Regions from separate parts of the Mus musculus genome. Here region 1 is linked to region 2. The links are chromatin contacts, called in public HiChIP or PLAC-seq maps. All regions are on one chromosome and are shown on one strand. Each heading gives the region's core, a stretch centred on a gene start, on an enhancer-like site or on the middle of the called end of the contact. The rest is flanking DNA. Distances are from core to core; before and after follow the strand shown. Region 1 holds the start of Calcoco2 (calcium binding and coiled-coil domain 2). Region 2 has its middle 5.6 kb from the start of Gm38957.

Region 1 (2,813 bases), core at 88-2,587, 340 kb after region 2:
TAAGTAAGCTACAAAGACCTGATAGTTACAGGGCTGGAGAGTTGGCTCAATGGTTAAGAGGTCTTCCAGAGGATCTAGGTTTAATTTCCAGCAACTGCAAGGCAGCTTACAACTATCTATCCAGTTTGAGGACATGACACCCTCACAGACATACATGCATACAAGCAAAACGCCAATGCACATAATATAACAATTTCAAAAAGAAAAGACCTAGTGTATAAAATGTGTAGCCCTGGATGTCCTGGAACTCCCTGAGGTAGACAAACTGACCTTTGTCTACAATTTACAGAGATCCACCTGCCTCTGCCTCTGCCTCTCAAGTGCTACCAAGTGCTGAGATTAAAGGCATGAACTAACAACCGCCTGGTAAATGAAGTCCTTTGTTATATGAGTTTTTTCTTTTGCAAAAAATAAGAAAAAGGGCTCAGAGGTTGAGCACTGTCTGCTCTTCCAGAGGTCATGAGTTCAATTCCCAGCAACCACAGGGTGGCTCACAACCATCTGTACTGAGGACTAGTGCCCTCTCCTGGCTTGCAGGCATAAATGCAAGCAGAATACCGTGCACTTAATAAATAAATACATCTTGGGGCTGGATAGATGGCTCAATGGTTAAGAGCACTAACTGTTCTTTCAAAGGTCCTGAGTTCAAATCCCAGCAACCACATGGTGGCTCACAACCATCTCTAATAAGATCTGATGCCCTCTTCTGGTGCACCTGAAGACAGCTACAGTGTACTTAGATATAATAAATCTTAAAAACAACAACAACAACAACAAACAACAACAAAAACAGACGGGTCCTCCCCAAAGTTTAAAAAAAAATAAGAAAAAGTCTGTTAAGTTATAATATAACATCTCAAAATTATTCTTCTAAGCTCCATCCATGGTCACCTGAGGCACTGACAACTTTTCCACTTGGGCTGCCTAGAGCAACCTACAGTTACAGGACACAAGTGGCCAGAGCCCTGGAAGGCCATGGTGGGTGACACAGCAAGGCTAGGTTTGGAACCTCAGCACACTGGGGTGATGGGTCTGGGTACCACCGCGAACCCATACATAGGGCCACTGCTGCAGGACCCTGACTCCTGTCAGAGACGAACCCAACAGGTCTGGTCTCTGGAAAAACCAGCCAGAATTTCTCAGGACTCGAAAGGGGTCCCACGCCCTCCCAAACCCACTGTGGGTAATCGGAGCACTCCAAGACGGCCTAGGGTGATGCCGAAGCCCCCACACCCTGCCCTGCCTGTAGACCCTGTCTCAAGGTCTGAATTCCGGGATCCAAGGGCTCAATTGCACCCCTTAAGGTACTCACCAGGAACAGCAGCCAGCAGCACTAGCGCTGGGAAAGGCGGGTGGGCGAGTTTAAGGACTGAAGGGATGGGCAGGCCCGGCCCACTGAGTCACAAACCCCGCCCTTGCCGCGGGACAGCTGGGACATTTAGTGCCTTTTTTGAAGAGCTGGATTTGCCTTTTTTATCACCCCGATGGCAAACTGGTTTTTTGTTGTTGTTCTTGTTTGTGTTTATATTTTAATTTGCTCAAAGCTCATATCCTTGAAAGGGCATTGAGAGTTCATCTAGGGCTGAGCGGAGGTGGCACATGCTTTTAATCCTACCACTCTGGAGGCAGAGGCAGAGGCAGGCGGATTTCTGAGTTCGAGGACAGCCTGGTCTACAGCGTGAGTTCCAGGACAGCCAGGGCTACACAGAGAAACCCTGTCTCAAAAAACCAAAAAGAAAAAAAAAAAAAAAAAAAACCCAAAAAAACCAAAAACCAAAACACTTTGGTCACTAATAGTCCTATAGCTGCAGATCAGACTCTGGCATTTTAGTCTGATACACACACACACACTTGGTAGTAGATACCTCTAATTCCAGTTTTTAAGCACAGGAACACAAGGTCAGCAGTTCAGGGTTAGATTTGGTCGCCAACCAAGTTTGAAGTCAGCCTGGACTATCTGAGACCTTGTCTATTAAAAAAATAATGCTCACTCCTGTCCTGAAAGAAAATCTGTTAAACTCCTTTTTGGGTCTTCTGTGACTTGACTCAGAAAGTCTTTTTTTTTTTTTTTTAATCCCCATTTTATATGTATGAGGGGCCAGCTTTGAATTTATGGAGAGAAAGTTGCCCTTGTGCTCTAGAGCTTTCTGGTATCCTCAGGTCCTGAAGGAAAAGGCATGTGACTTCTTCATTAAAAGTCTCTTTACTGTAGACACAGAATGAGCAGAGTCTCCCTCCCCTTCAATCTTTCTTTTTCTTTTCATGTTTTTGTTTTGTTTTGTTTTAAGACAGGGTTTCTCTGTGTAGCCCTGGCTGTCCTGGAACTCACTCTGTAGACCAAGCTGGTCTCGAACTCAGAAATCTGCCTGCCTCTGCCTCCCAAGTGCTGGGATTAAAGGCCTGTGCCACCACTGCCTGAATTGTGTGATTCTTATCACAAGCATGACTTTGAACTCAAGGCAGTCCTCCTGCCTCAGGCTTTCAGGTGCAAGGATTACAGATGTGAAACACCACCATGGCTGCTACCTTTATTTTTTTTTGTAATTACCCATAGGAGCTGGGCAATGGTGGCGCATGCCATGTACAGAGAAACCCTGTCTCAAAACAAAGCAAAACAAACAAAAATTACCCAGAGGATACCAAATGCACGTTGCCTATGGAAGATTAAGTTCCGAAAAGTCCCTTCCCTTCTCAAAGGCGTTCCGAGCGTTTGAATCTGGAAGAAATGCTCTGTATCACATAACCAGAACATTCATGCTTCTGAAGTACTTTTAGATTTAAGACAGGGAAAGAAACATTCTAATTCTGCCTTC
Region 2 (2,770 bases), core at 42-2,541:
GCATCTTTCCTTCCAGTTATTAGTACCCAGGCACCCAAGACTGATTGATGGTCGCACACCGTGGGAGACTTGAAAGGCGGCTGTTGATAAATTTTTCATCCTTTTTTTTGTCTGTGAACAGACAGGATGCCAGTGGGTGGGACAATACCAAATTGTGAGAATTGGGTTGAAAATACAGAAGTCAAGACATTGGAATGCCCCACTGGCTGTTTGGATTGAGAGCGGCATGCACACTGGAAGAGGTAGAGTCTGTGGTGCAGAAATCATTCCCAAGTGTCTAAAGGACCCTCCATGTTTGCCGCTGCGGTCAGTCTTGGGAACTGGGTGCTTTGAATCGGTTCCTTTTTCTCCAGTGTCCCGGGCGTTTGGATAGCGAAGAGCCATAGTCACCTGTCACTGGGAAGACCCATACCCTTCGAGAAGGATGGCTGCGTTATTGTGTCTGGATTAGGATACTTTTGGTCAAGTATCAAAGAGAGTTGTTGCCCCTCAGAGGTTTCCCCATCACTAACCCCAGCTTACCTTCATCCTATTTGAGCTTCTCTGGTGAGATTGGGGATATGGCAGATTACTCGAAAATGATTTTATAGGTGATGGAGATGCTCAAAAAGGGAGGGAAGCTGGGGCTTTGTTTAATGTCAAAAGGAAATCGGATGGTTTCAGTCGAGTCAAGAGCCTGCCTGTATGGGTCTGAAAAGAGAGCAGTGGCTTGTTTCTGTGTCTCTGGCTCCCGTGAACGAGCACAGCCTCTCCATCTGCCTTACCATGTAGGGAGCCAGGGAGCCAGAAACAGGGTCTCCATCACACCCCGAGTAGGCTCTGTGACTCTGGCTGCATTGGAAAATACACATGATCACTCACTTGAGTTAAGTTGGAAAGAAATAAATGGTGTAGTGTAATGTCTGTGTTTACTTCTCAAATTGTATTGCTAGATATGTGGCCTCAAAAAACCAGGTGAATTATCTTCCAGAATATGAGGGGTTGGGAGTAGGGGTGAGGGTTGTTTTGGGTTTTTGTTTCCTCTGCAGTACTTGTTTTGGCCATACGGGGCGATAAAGTACTTTCTTCTTAGCTTTTAAGTCTCTTCTGGGCTACCTCTTGGCTCACTGATTGGATTTGACTAAAACATTTTCACGATCACTAAGTTGAGCAGTTACTCAGGCCTGGTGATGTGAGCAGAGATGGGGTCCTGTGTCTGAGGTCCATGTGGCTCGTCAGGCATCATAACCAGCAAGCCTTTGTTAATATTGGTTCCATGAAACCGAAAGCTAGCCCTTATCATAAAGGCTCCATTGTTTACTAAACGCAGAACTAAAGGTGACCCTCCTCCCTGTTTCCACCCTCCCATTGCAGCCCAGTCTGCCCTATCACATCTGTGACAGCAGTGGGGACCTCTCATGTGTAAGCACACGCTCTCTCACTTTTTCTGCTCCAGGTGGGTAGGAAGGTCTCCCAGAGCAGGCCTGGCCCTCTCTCTGCACAGGTTCCTTGTCTTTGGGCTCCTGGCCCTCTTCAGCTCTCGGGGAATATTGAATGCGTCCTTTGCAGTGTCTCCAGAGGAACAGTTGGCTATCCACTCAGGAAAGCACAGGCCTGAGGCTGTTTACCTTGCAGGGTCAGGAAGCATTTTCCTGTGGAAGGGCCTCCTGCTGATTTTCTCCTGGTCCTTTCCCCCAGCAAGAGTCTGTGCAGTGCCAGTCGGGGGGTCCTTGTAATTCCAGCCCAGGCAGAAGTGGAAGGGAAGCAGTGACCAGGGTAGATAGCAGGTGTCCGGGTGTCCCCACAGTCCTGAGGTCACTTGCACTTTCTCATTTCTTAAAGGAAGTCCAGTGTTCTTGCCAGGAATCCTTAGCCTTAGGTTTACAAAGCTTGCTGTTGAATGTTCGTCCGGAGGAGTGTAAGAAGGCAGGAACTGCTTGGTTCCAGTCCTGCCTGCAAGGTCAAGAAGGTTTAAGACTACGTCTAATCTGGAATCCTTACCTCTGTAGAGGGCGTTGAAGGTCAAGCTGGGACGGTGAGGGGTGCTGTAAAGAAGGTCATTGGGCCTTCAGTTGTGGGTGGGGGTGAGTGGTGGGCAGGACAGAGTCTTACTAGGATGGGAAGGAGGGAGAGGAGGGCTTGGCCCAGGGAGCTGGCCGCATGGTGGGTGGAGCCAGGTGGGCTCTGAACTGGTCCAGATGCCTGGCTTCCCTTAGCCATCTTTTCCCTAGCATCCTGTCAGACCCCCGGCGTGATGATATGCTTCCCTGTGTTAACTCTACCAATATTATTTTTTTAGCAATGGAAATGCACTTTTTTTTAATTTCAACTCAATCATGATTTTAAGTATAAAAATTTATAGATTGTTAAAACTACTTTTTTGTGTATTTTTAACCACTCAATGTAGCATTGTATATTTTATTCTTATTGAGACTCTGGTACAAGGTGTGCCATTTAATGATTTTTTCCCCCCAACATGCTGGGCCTTTGGATGTGTACGGTAACCAACTTCATGCTAATGTTCAAAGTAAAAAAAGAAAAGTAGCCATATTCCCACGTGTCTTCTCTTCATTTCTTCTCCAAGCTCAGATGACATTTTGAGGGCCCCTTGGTCAATGATTGTTCATTTTATGTAATCATGTGACCCACGTCTGTATTATTGGTTCGTATCTCCAATGCTGTTGGTAGTGTGCCTACCCTAAGCCCCAAATCCAGCCTGGTCCCTTAAGAATAACATTCTTCCTGTCCCCCACCTGCCTGTCCAGTTAGTTATAGTGACTGAGTCTCAAGC

The links. HiChIP or PLAC-seq counts read pairs in DNA pulled down with a chosen protein or histone mark.
Region 1: a contact with region 2 is called in an H3K27ac HiChIP or PLAC-seq map of embryonic stem cells, with 3 times the contacts expected there. The contact joins the promoter of Calcoco2 here to the enhancer-like site in region 2. A contact is called at or near these places in 2 of 39 promoter capture datasets (the SN4741 cell line and pre-B cells), 1 of 484 Hi-C or Micro-C datasets (nephron progenitors), 1 of 115 datasets of contacts at active chromatin or transcription factors (embryonic stem cells) and 1 of 9 other capture datasets (embryonic stem cells).

What each region holds. Positions count from the first base shown.
Region 1 is chr11:96,110,625-96,113,437 of GRCm38.p6, forward strand. Calcoco2 (calcium binding and coiled-coil domain 2) reads right to left here and starts at 1,338. Exons shown (of 6, transcript NM_001271018.1): 1 at 1,313-1,338.
Region 2 is chr11:95,769,825-95,772,594 of GRCm38.p6, forward strand. No RefSeq gene overlaps it. Among named protein-coding and RNA genes, the nearest start is that of Gm38957, 5.6 kb to the right of the region's middle. Within about 2 kb of position 1,292, at least 39 of the 459 cell types and tissues checked have an H3K27ac peak or open chromatin away from gene starts, as enhancers often do. A contact at or near this core is called in embryonic stem cells, where this site is marked.